2 separate regions of the Hordeum vulgare genome follow, and region 2 is linked to region 1. The links are chromatin contacts, called in public Hi-C maps. All regions are on one chromosome and are shown on one strand. Each heading gives the region's core, a stretch centred on a gene start, on an enhancer-like site or on the middle of the called end of the contact. The rest is flanking DNA. Distances are from core to core; before and after follow the strand shown. Region 1 has its middle 210 kb from the start of LOC123434039. Region 2 holds the start of LOC123434039 (trihelix transcription factor GTL1-like).

Evidence for each region. A called contact is a pair of places that touch in the nucleus more often than the background predicts.
Region 2: a Hi-C map of leaf shows a contact between it and region 1, with 7 times the contacts expected there. The contact joins the promoter of LOC123434039 here to the enhancer-like site in region 1. A contact is called at or near these places in 3 of 6 Hi-C or Micro-C datasets (leaf and seedling) and 1 of 1 datasets of contacts at active chromatin or transcription factors (embryo).

What each region holds. Positions count from the first base shown.
Region 1 is chr1H:327,703,600-327,709,910 of MorexV3_pseudomolecules_assembly, forward strand. No RefSeq gene overlaps it. Among protein-coding and RNA genes, the nearest start is that of LOC123434039, 210 kb to the right of the region's middle. Within about 2 kb of position 3,287, at least 2 of the 3 cell types and tissues checked have open chromatin away from gene starts, as enhancers often do. A contact at or near this core is called in leaf, where this site is marked.
Region 2 is chr1H:327,911,442-327,917,752 of MorexV3_pseudomolecules_assembly, forward strand. It overlaps LOC123434039 (trihelix transcription factor GTL1-like), which reads left to right and starts at 2,357. Exons shown (of 3, transcript XM_045115489.1): 1 at 2,357-2,922; 2 at 3,612-5,295; 3 at 5,406-6,311. The coding sequence starts at 2,531. The coding sequence ends at 5,816. LOC123434055 (a long non-coding RNA gene) reads right to left here and starts at 2,445. Exons shown (of 2, transcript XR_006625353.1): 1 at 2,405-2,445; 2 at 2,159-2,363.

The sequences.
Region 1 (6,311 bases), core at 2,037-4,536:
AAAGAATACTTTATGAAAAAATTTAGTTGGATAAATTTTATAAATTTTAAGTTAATATTATTTTGATCATAACTAGAGTTTTATAAAAGTTTTGTAGTTGATTCTTTCTACTATTAAAGACTATTATAAAATACTTTTTGTTAACCTAATAACCTTATTCTTTTCTTTATTGCTTTATTCATTGATTTTATTTTGACTGCTAAATGCTTACTAGAGTGAATGCTTATATGAATGCACTCTTTGATTATATAGATTTTCATGAGAGAGTGACAAATAGTTATATCAAGTTATTTTTTTCATCACAGAGTGACAAATAGTTCTCTCAAGTTATTTTTCATGAGAGACTTAATAAATAATTATTCTAAAATCATGTTTCAAATGCCAGAATGACAAAACAGATATATACCCGAACTCTTACAAAAATTCCCTATGGTTTTTCAAAATATTTCTTTCAGAATCTCAAACCCTTTGGGTATAACCCAACAGACTCATGATGTGGATTTGTACTCCCGATGTAAGATAATATAAAGGTGCCTGGATGTTCATAAGATATGGCAAAACAATAGACTATTCTCATAGGATTATCTGATTTCTCAGCCCTCAAGATATCATCAACTTCCCCTTTTAACCCTTTCCTCAATTTGTGATAAGAGAGCATGCTTCTCATGTGGCCTACCAACTTGACTAACATGGCAACACCTCTAGCACTTAACTTCTCTCTCAAGCCTTATTTACTGGGAGCAACCGAGCAGACGAACCCTTATTCCTCTTAGTGCCAACAAGTACAGATCATCTCCAACGGTGTTGTTACTAATGAGATTTGTTTGCAACCAACCACCGAAAGTCCACATGTGTTCACATGTAATCTAGTCGTGAGACTACTCCGGGTGTTTGGAGCGTAGAATATTCTTGTGTTCATTGATGTACGGGGCCACCATTACAGAACATCATGAATAGAGAAATTACCAAATTAATACAAGTTCATCATCAAATTAAAACCAAAGTACAATAGTTATTGCTGCAAAAATAAATACATAAAGTTCATACATAGTTCCTATAAAACAACATGCAACTATGTAAAACATTTAAATGCAACCACAAATGCGATCAAAATTGCAACTAAGGTAACAATTGATCCAACAGCATAATGATACCAAGCCTCTTTATCAATAACATATTTTCTAATCTTTCTAATCTTCAAGCGCATTGCATCCATCTGGATCTTGTGTAGATCGACGACATCGACAACATGCAACTCCAATTTCACCTTCTCTTCAATCATTTTCAAATTTTATTTCAAATAATTGTTTTCTTGTTCAACTAGATTTAACCTCTCGACAATAGGGTCGGTAGGAATTTCTGGTTCACATACCTCCTAGATAAACACATCTATGTCAATTTGGTCGGCATAATTGTCATAAACACTAAATAAAACAAATAATTATAAAGATACTGTACCATATCCGAATCATAGATCGGACGAGAGCCGACGGGGGTGGATACCAAAACCATGGCACTATATAATACAGTAACAAACAATAATACAAGTAAGAAAATTATACAAGTAGCTATCTAAATCATACAAGTACATTTTTTTCTTTTAGGGGAGAAGATAAGAACAAGAGGCTCACCACGATGGTGTCGGCCGCGAGATCAGCGCGAGCGATCGACGACGGTGATGACGGGGATGAGGACGACACGACACCCTACACATGTGCAAGTAACAAGTTAATTTGAGCTCAAGTTGTGCATCTAAATCAAATAAACTGCCACGCGGACACTCCTTCACTAAAATCCACAAACCACTCTATTTCTGCAACATATGAAAGAGCTAAACTAGCAGTAAGAGATGAAAGGAGGAAGTTGCTAACCTTTTAGAACACTTGAATAGGTTGTGCACCGCCAAATCTAGACAAATCTTGAGGAAAATGAAGCTTGAAGGTCGAGCTTGGAGGAAGAACAGAGAAGAAAGCTTGAGTGTGGCGCGGGCATTTCATCGAACACCTTATGTGCATAGGAAGGCAGAACAGAGCACTACACACATCTCCCACACCTTCTACGACCAAAAAACAAATTAGAAGGGTGCATGGGAAAGGATATATATAGGCATCTTATTTGTCCCGATTGGTGTCTAAAACCGGGACCAAAGGCAAACATGTAGTTTCGATTGGAGACACAAACCAAGACTAAAGGGGTTGCGCCAGGAGCGTGGCCCTTTAGTCATGGTTGGTGTCTGGAACTGGGGCTACAGCTTCAAGTCGGACCGGGACTGATGCCTATCGAGGCCCGACCTGCGTCCTGGCCGCTCGAACCTGGACTAATGTTCACATTAGTCCCGGTTCGTAACAAGACCGGGACTAATGCTTTGATCTGACCAGAACCAGAGCCCTGCTTTTACTAATGATAGAGGCTGAGCGCCCGAAACATATCTGTGACCAAGAGTTTCAATTTGAAAGTGAGAATGCTGTGCCTAAGCATGAAGGAGCGGCAAATTTACATTGTTCATCTAATTTCATTATCAAATGTGTGATTGAAAAACTCACATTCAGCTGCAACATGATTTAGTTGAGCATATGTGTGCTCACGTTGGCAACCAATAGATGTATATCTTTTTATGTACTTGAAACAATTTAATTTGTATTCGACTTGTAAACTATAAAATATTTATTTGTTTGTCAAACTATATAAGATCTTTATATTTTGTTTGAATTATGCAAAGTAGTGTCAAATTCTACATATGTTTGACAAAACACAGCAGGCCGGCCGCGAGGACGCGCCGGTGAGTTGGGAGTCCCACTGACAAAACACACGTCTGTTTGAATTGACGCGTTCAAGCTGCTCTAAACTACATGGGAGATTTTTTTAGGAAATAACATCGTGATAAAGGCTATGTTCTTACAGGTTTTTTTTAGTAACGGAGCATCTAGTTGGGTTGCGAGTGGATAGATGCCTCGGCTGGGTGGATGTCAGCAGCATCCAAACCCGTGGATTATTATCGCAGAAATAGTAGCAGAGAAACACGTCTGCTATAACTTGGCCCGAACCATCACAGATTCTGCAGACGAAACCTCGCCATCTCTGACAGTGGATGTTTGGAACGGCGCCGCGGCCGCACGCACGGGCGCATGCACCCACGTAACGTATGAGCCCCGCGCGCGCGCCACAGTTACTTTCAGTTTTCCACACGTGGGTGCGTGGGAAACGGCGCTATCATCTCGCAGTCGAAGAGCTTTTCCTGCACGCAACGAAACGCCCTCACATCATTTTATCCATGCATGGCTCAACTTGCGGCCGCAACTTGGGGGGATGAAAGCCACGCCGCATGCAGGCATGCAGCAGTATTTGGATTTCCGGGGATCGTGATCGTTCGATGGCTCAATCCTTTCTCTTTTGCCGTTGCTTGTGTCGGTTTTGATGACAATTCATACAAGGCAGCTGTAGGTCAAAAGGTTCGTTGCGGAAGTAAGCAGGTTCGCGCGCACAATTATTGCGTCGAGTGTGAACCGATCGACGAGGCACACACGGTCCAGACGGTACTAGTATATCTGTTTTTGATTGTTCAACGCAAATACCTCCTCGCGCGTGTAAATAAATACGGAGGCCGGACTTATCCTTGTAGTAGACAGCAACGTTGCTGTTTGGCGCTATCTTTTATCAGCGGACGAGCCGGCTGCTGCGTACAGAACGGCAGCGGTGCAAATGCTTCCCGGTCCTGAAACAAGGAGCAGCAACACGGTGCAGGCCGACCTGAGGCGCATTGCTTCTTGCGCTACTTAATTGTGGTTGGCAAGTTACGGAGCTTTCTCCAAGTGTGAATGCACCGGAAGACCGGTCTCCACGCGGGGTATATAGTAATCCAGACGATTAATTTAGGGTTAATCCAGACTATTAATCGCTGCACTGTTGCACGTTGAATTGGTTGGGTTTTCGGCGTGTCCCCCTTTGATGTCAAGTCTTATGCGCAGTCGGCTGCGTGTATGCCATTTGGCGGGGTTTCTGACATGGACGTGCGTGCCCCGTCCGTCTGTCCTACGAACGGATCAAACTGAGCTACCCGAAGGCCCGAACAATGGATATTGTCCAACGTCTTCTTTTTATGGATTAAAGAATCGAAGGGGCCAGAAGGTGTAGAACCGCGATGGAGGACTCCCCGGCCCGTCCAGGCCAGCAGCAACTGGGAGTTATCCCGTGTGCAGGCCACGCGTTTGGGCAGTGCTAGCTCCACTGGGCTTCCCGGCGGCCGCCCTGCCGAGCGCGCACTCAGTCGCAGGAATCGCCATCCTGCCTGCCTCTGCCTCTGTGTGTCAGCCAGAGCCGCAGTGCGATCCAGTGCTAGCTCCCAAAGCTGTGAAATGCCTACATGGGCTCTGCCTCTGGGCGTACGTACGGCGTCACGGCGGCGCCCCTGCTGAGTGCTGAGTGCTGACTGCGGTACGGTACGAGCTAGCTATCCCAAATGAGGAGCCTGGGTTTCTGTTCGCTTTCCCATTTGGCAAGCGCCCGAAAAGACGTCCAAATTGGGTAGAGAGTGTTTTTACGGACCATGCGCATTACCGCAACGTGCTCTCACTCACAGTGTCGGGATCGAACTGCAGTGAGGGTTGCTTGCATTGCAATGCATGTTCACTCTGTGACTGGGGAGAAACATACACCGTGACTCCGACTTTTGACTAAACATGCTCAACCGAATAGACTACACGTGGAACATGGCATCTCTCCGCTTCCTATAACAGGCTGATAAAAGTCACATCACATTAAACAGGAATTAGAAAACGACGAGAGGTACTACGCGAGAAATTAATCAAGTCGATAGAAATATGTAGAAGAAGATGCGGTGACTATTTGTATTGAGCAAAATAAACAAGATGCGACGCTAACTGAATAACTTAGGGAAAATGAAAGAGAACAATACGGGGTGATAAGTACGTAGATGACGCAGTGCGTGGGTGTTTAGTTTATTTTATTCGAAGCTAATTTCTCTTGCAGATCCCATCTAGGCGGCTGGGTTGGGCAATTGTGGTTAATTGCCATTGACGTGCATGCATCGCATCAGAAAGCGACTCTGCGTCACACGTAACTGGATGAGAGTTAAAAAGGGGGTGAAGAAGTTGCTAGAAAAATACATAAAGCACAATCAGAGTCACAAACGGTTGTGGATTAACACGCCGCCAATACGGTCAGGGAAGTTGGGCATCTACTTGCAGATGTGCCCTAGGTCCCACATTAGATCAATGATCAATGGGATTCGGCATTTTCTTTCCCACTGCTGCTAAAACTTAGGCCCTGTTTGAAACCACCCAGATTATATAATCTGGTTTTTATAATTTATTGTATTTTCAAACAGGACAATTTATATTGTAGATTTTATAAATAGATGACCAGATTATTATAATCTCATAATCTGCTCTACCCCAGCTAAAATGAGATTATGGATTACAAATGACCACTAGTGGGGACGGGGCCTTTAGCCCCGGCCCGTAAGGGGCTTTAGTCCCGGTTTACCAACCGGGACTAAAGGGGCGGGACTAAAGGCCTAACCTTTTCGTCCCGGCCCTCTTACAAGCCGGGACTAAAGGTGCTCCACGTGGGCGCCTCGTAGCGCCCCAGGGGCAGGCCCTTTAGTTCCGGTTCGTTACACGGACCGGGACTAATGATTTTCAGATTTTGCTGGTTTTTGGGTTTTTTTTTGAATGAAATTATTTTAGGGTTTTAGGGTTTAGGTGTTCGGGAGATTAACGTGATGCCTCGTTTGGTGTTCGGGAATTAGTTTTCATATAATTTAAATAGAAATAATTATGCATATATATATATATAAGATTAACTTATCTTACAAGCGAGCATATATATACAATTACATGGAGATCTGAATTATCGGGACTAGAGCCCGTCTATTCGATTACATGGACGAACATCAGTAATGCCCCTAGCTACACTAAATCGTCCTTTGTCATCTATAGCTTCCATCCTGAGAAAGGTCGTAAGCTCCTCTGCAACAGTAATCGCGCGTTGCTCTGGTAGGACATTCGTCGTCATGGCCGTGTGCTATATAAGAAGAGGAGATGAATATGAATATCAATCATGATAACAAAGAATGACGGGTAAAAATAGAGGTGTGAATGTTCATTGCTTACGTCGAATCTGTGATCCTTGTGTTCAGAGGTAAACGTGTGAATGGTCTCGCAAACATAGTATCCGCATAGATGCGTTCCCCGTGGCTGCTGGTCGCACTTTACGAGAATAGAATATATATAATCAAAATAATAATCTAGCATCATAAATGTATTGAAAATTAATAGAAGTATATCATACTA
Region 2 (6,311 bases), core at 1,107-3,606, 210 kb after region 1:
ATGTTGTTTTGCCTATTATACGCACATTGAAAATGAGTCGCCGCTAAAGTTTCAATCATATATATACATATATCTATATTTATGAAGACGGATGGATAGATAGAGTGACGCGCTATGGATCAGTTTTTTTTACGCTTAAAATAAAGTCGTCTCCTTTTCAGTTTTTTCCATAAGCCATCTATCTCATTCAATGTGGGTTCTGAATTAGCTATGACATATCCAATTAAAAGCCTCAACTGATTTATGAAGCGATTTATTTTTTAAGTTGGAAAGAGACAGCTTATTTTTTAAGCCGCATAAAAAAACTGGGCCAATTTTTGCATTGATGCATGTAGTATGATCAATACCAGGATAGAAAGTACAGCTTCATTAGAACCAATTCATTCAAAATATTCATTCAATGGCTCATAGATAAACTGGACACTCACAACTAGCACAAAATTTAAGCTAAAAGTTGACACTTGCAAATATTTTAACGCAATGCATGAAATGATATGTGTCATTTGCCGTAATACAACATACATTGTGTCTGTATTTAAGATGTGATCAAATATTTTAACATGTTGCACATCTTTTATTGCTAGTATACTGAAACCAGTGGCATATACTTATCATGTTTTTGGCTCAATAATGTTAGTATGTACTATCATTTATTCGCTTTGATGTGGTCAATTAAAAAGATACAGTGAAATACATATGTGGATGGTATTTTTGTGCAGGACTCCAACCCTAACCATCAAATCTCATGTAAATGCTAAATGCATATGTATATGTGCTAGACAGGATTTTCTTTTTTCGGATACAAACAGCCCGTGACTGTTCTCCACTTCAACTCACTGCCCCATATACATTTCTAAAAACGCATTTCCATGTGAAAATAAATGCCATCCTGCCCATACATATACATTAACTTAAGCAGGGAAAAATAATAATCGAGGTGGTTAACTTAATTAATCGGTCAGATTTTTTTGCCTAATCATTAAAAGGGGCCACATGGCCATTTATTACCTGGAAAGGGAGGGATTAACCCACAACATGCCAATGCATGGCCATTTTTATACTCCTCCGCCTTCTCCGCGCACAGGCGTATTCTCCAGCCGAAACGCATGACGCGTGGGTCAAGCAAAGTTACGGGCCCGCAGCTCAGTGGCGTCTGCGCGCGGTGCACCGCGTCGGTGTTGCCTGGGCGGGTGGTGATGGGGGGGTCCGCGTTAATCGCCGGGGCACGTTCTGCGCCTCTTTCGCTCTCCGCGCGGGCCCACGGCACAGCTGTTATAATGTGGTCTTGTCTGCTCCTTCTCTCACTCCTCGTCCTAGTACCTTTTCTTTTCTTTTCTCTCTCTCCCCCGTTTCTCCTAACTAATTTTGTTCTCTCATGCATACAGCTTTTTCTTTGGCTTTTGAGGCCAAATTTATGTTTTTTTGTCAATACCAAATTTACGTTTCTTTTGTAAAAAATACCACTGCAGAAAAGAGAAGAAAAACTCACTGTAATGAATTGTTTCACTGCAACAGTCGCTTCTAACCCTCAAAATTAGGTGCATCGAAAAGTTGTGATAACAGAGGCTGTACTAGCTAGGAGGAATACGAGTGTAAAGTTACTGGTAGCTAAGAAAGGTTAATCCGATGGATAATACTGTATATGACTAAGATATATTGTATGGGAGAAATGACTAAGATGACCACAGAATCCAACATATTCCTCCATGGGGATTGAGGTAGGGGGAGTTTTGTAGATGGGTATTTGTGCTCCCCTCCCTTTCATCACAAGCCTCTCTCTCTCCTCTCCTCTCATCTCCTCTCCATGCCGCTCACATGTTTCTCTCTCTACCATACCATTGCCCGGCACTCCTCTCCCTCTCCTCCGTCCTTTGGGTTTTTAACTAGCTGTAGGGGCATTAGTCAGGGAGGGAGGTAAAGCCACCCTGACAGCGCAGCATCCCGTTTGTTTTATCTCCCGCATCATCCCCCTCATCATCGTCTGCACACAACAAACAGCCATCTCTCCTTGCACTCAACATTTCACTCCTCAACACCCCTCTCTCTCTCTCTCTCTCTCTCTCTCTCTCTCTCTTTCCTTCACAGCTATCATATTCTCGTCCCCTCTCTCTCCTCCATCCACCCTATTATTTATTGCAGGCTTACTGAAGGTATCTTATTTCTTTTTTCCTCTCCGTCTTCTTTCTTCCTCCTCCCCTCCCCTCTCCCTTGCAGGGCTAGTATTTTTCTTGTGCCAGGCTTCCTGTACTAGCGCTCCTCTATTCCTCTTCTTCATCTTCATCCCTCACCTGCCTACCACCTCATCTCTGTTCCTTTCCCTTTTTCCCCACTCCTTCTCTCTCTCTCTCTCTCTCTCTCTCTCTCTGTGCTCTTTCTGCTTGTCCTGGCCTCCCATCTTTTTCACCTCTCTCTCTCTCTCTCTCTCTCTCTCTCTCTCTCTCTCTCTCATGTACTGATCATTCAGTCGCCTCCATTCCCTATGCGCCTGTGGTAAAGCTCGGTCGGCGACGTGCACCCAGTGTGTACTAGCATGCAGCAGCAGCAGCAGCAGGGTGGAGGCCCGGGCCAGCAGTTCGGCTTGCATCCCCCAGAGATGCCGCCATTCTCGCCGTCTAGGAGCACCGGCCAGCAGCGGATCTCCATGGCCGAGGCGCCCTCGCCCATCAGCAGCCGCCCGCCGGCGCCAGGGCCGCCGCAGCAGCAGCAACAGCTCAACAACGAGCTAGCAGGTGCCGGCGCTGTGGGCTTCGACGAAGAGGCACTCGCCGCGGCAGCGGCCGGCGAGGAAGGCTTGGGCGGCGGCGCTGGAGGAAACCGGTGGCCGCGGCAGGAGACCCTGGCGCTGCTCAAGATCCGGTCGGACATGGACGCCGCGTTCCGGGACGCCACCTTCAAGGGCCCACTCTGGGAAGAGGTCTCCAGGTAAATTACAGCCCACTAATTGACCTCTGCCAGGCAATTGCGCGCGCCGTCGCCGGCGTCGCCGTCCGTCGAGGCCGGAAATTGCCGTCGGCGTAATGCCGCATGAAATCTCGGCGCCGGCGTGGTGTGATTCCCGTCAGCCGCGGCTGTTCAATTACCCGCTAAAAAACACTTCTTTTTTACACTTTTGCCTTAACTATCCTTCACGAGCACAGTGACTTTTTTCCATTTTAAAATCATATCGCTCTCCTTCCCCACCTTTCCCTGATTTTTTTTGTCCAACCATCCCTTCGACATGAGAGGTACTACTCCGGTAAGCTTCAGATCCGGGGGGCATCTATCCCGGAGACGCTGTCTTTTACTCTGGCCCTCTGAATTTCTGCACACAAAAGTTGGATTTTTATTCCCGATTTAATTTACTTTGCATTCTTCTTGGGATTTGCCATTCTTGCTAGTGCTGCATGTATGCATATGCCTTTCTAGTATATCTTTTGCATTTGGGTGCCCAAATCGAGTAAAATTCTACTAGTACATGCATGCAGCTTTTGTGTGAGGGTTACGGTTTACTTGCATGATGTGTGAGTTCGTATGTGTGCAATTGTGGTTGTAGAGTAGAGCTCCATTGACGAGGTTTTTTTCGCTTTGTGCCGCTGATGCTCATGATGATTGGTGTTGGTGGTGGTTGGCAGGAAGCTGGCCGAGGAGGGGTACAGGCGGAACGCCAAGAAGTGCAAGGAGAAGTTCGAGAACGTTCACAAGTACTACAAGCGCACCAAGGACAGCCGCGCCGGCCGCAACGACGGCAAAGCTTACCGCTTCTTCCGACAGCTCGAGGCGCTGCACGGCACGCCCGGAGCGACGCCGGCTCCGATGGCGTCGGCCCCGCCGCCGGCCACAGCCGTTGGAGTACCTGGGGTGGTGGGCCCCACAGCCGTACGGCCCCTCGCCGAGCCCCCGCCTCTTGGTGCCTCGGCCGCCGCTACGGCAGGCCTGCCGACGCCGGTGGTAGTGGGCAACATGAGCTTCTCAACGTCCAACACGGAGGAGTACTCGGACGAGGACGACTCTTCCGACGACGAGGGCACGGACGACATGGGTGGCGGCGCCGACGAGCGAGGGAAGAGGAAGAGGACGTCGGAGGGTGGCGCCGCGGCCGCTACTGGCGGCGAGGCCGGGAGCGGGAAGATGATGAGGTTCTTCGAGGGGCTGATGAAGCAGGTGATGGAGCGTCAGGAGGCGATGCAGCAGCGATTCCTGGAGGCCATCGAGAAGCGGGAGCAGGACCGCATGATCCGCGAGGAGGCGTGGCGGAGGCAGGAGATGGCGCGCCTCGCGCGCGAGCAGGAGATCCTCGCGCAGGAGCGCGCCATGGCTGCTACCCGCGACGCCGCCGTTCTCTCCTTCATACAGAAGATCACCGGGCAGACTATCCCCATGCCCTCCATCGCCGCGCAGGCCATCACATTCATGCCACCGCCACCACCATCGCAGCCTCACGCCTCACCCATAGCATACTCCGCCGCGCCAGTTCCTCCACCGCCGTCGTCTTCGCAGCCACCTGCCACGCACTCGCAGCCTCAACCCTCGCCACGGCAGCATAAGCCGCCAACAATGCCGCCCGTGACTCCGCAGCCGCACAAGTCGCCGGCTCCAGCGACGCCACAGCTACAGCAGCAAGCGCCGGCCGTGAATTCAAGCTGCATGGACATCGTCGTGACGCCATCCGAAGCGCCGCACGATTCGTCGGGGTACGACGGGTCCGGTGGCGGCAGCGGACCGGCATCGTCGCGGTGGCCCAAGACGGAGGTGCACGCGCTGATCCAACTCCGGAGCAACCTGGACATGAGGTACCAAGAGGCCGGGCCGAAGGGACCGCTCTGGGAAGAGATCTCCGCCGGCATGCGTCGGATGGGCTACAACCGGAGCTCCAAGCGGTGCAAGGAGAAGTGGGAGAACATCAACAAGTACTTCAAGAAGGTGAAGGAGAGCAACAAGAAGCGGCCCGAGGACTCCAAGACGTGCCCCTACTTCCACCAGCTCGAGGCGCTCTACCGCAACAAGGCGGCGCTCAGCTCCCCATCCGGCGCCGGCAGCCCACTGTCTTTGCCGCCGCCAGCAGAGCACGCCAATGCAGCTCCCCAGGACCGCATCGAGGCGTTCACCGTCGCGGCGCCGATCTCGCAGACGTCTCCACAGCAGCACGCCGTGGCACCTGTGGGGGTGGCCAAGACTGACGCCAGCAACGCCGGGAACGGCAACAGTAATGGCGGCAACGCGTCGGAAGGAGTCTCCGGGGGAGTGCAAAGGGTGGCGAGCAACGGCGGCAGCAGGTTCGTCTTCAGCGAAGCAGGCGGCAACAAGGCGGCGAAAAAGGTAATGTGCATTCTGGATGTGGCCGTAGCCAATTGGCACGTACATGTGGTACCCTGCTGTTCGTTTCTTCCGTGATCCAATGCTGATTGCATAACACTGCGCATTTAAAGCTAGAAGGCATTATGAAGGAGACGACGACGATGGAGCAGAGGCAGCCACAGCCGCAACCGCAACCGCAGCCGCAGCCGCAGGCGGCGCAGCAGGCGTTGCTCAACAGCTACAACCGTACGGGCGGCGGCGGCGCCGACAGCGATAACATGGACGAGGACGACGAGGACGAGGACGACTACGAGGATGAGGACGAGGAGGACGACCTCGACGGCAACAAAACGCAGTACAAGATCCAGTTCCAGGGGCAGCAACAACACCAGAATCAGCATCAACAGCACCACCACAACGTTGTCAGGCCGAACGCCACCTCGTCCAGCGGCGGCGGCAACCCGCCGGGTGCTGCTGCCGCTCCCAGCGCACCGGCGCCGGCAACGACGACAGCCGGATCTTTCCTGGGCATGGTCCAGTAGATCCATACACCACCCCGGTGACTAGCTCTCTCCCCATACCCCCATCAATCAATTCAATAGATGGCTTTCTACCTTCTCTTTCTCTCTTTCTTGTACCATTTGTATCTATCTACCTACCCCGTCGGCTCTTCCACCCCCGTCCATACTCCATACATCTCCGCATCTCAGAAACCTAAAACTCAAGAGCTCTCCTCCTCCACCAAGCTCCAGCACCCCTCATATGCATTGCATGCACGTAGCGACGACGGCATGTCCATGTCAGAATCATTCGCCTGCATGCATGCATATGCATGCGCGCGCATCGTCGTCGTCGACGTTGCTACTCCGATACACACCCTCCCTCTCCATGTCCCGTCCCAGATACTCCAAGCTAGCAGCTGCATCCGTTTCTTGATTCGTTGCTGTGTTAATTACAGTGTTACAGTGAAAAAAATGGTGGTCTGGTTATTTATTGATTTGTCGTGGTGATTAATAAGAACCCTTCTTGCCGGAGGG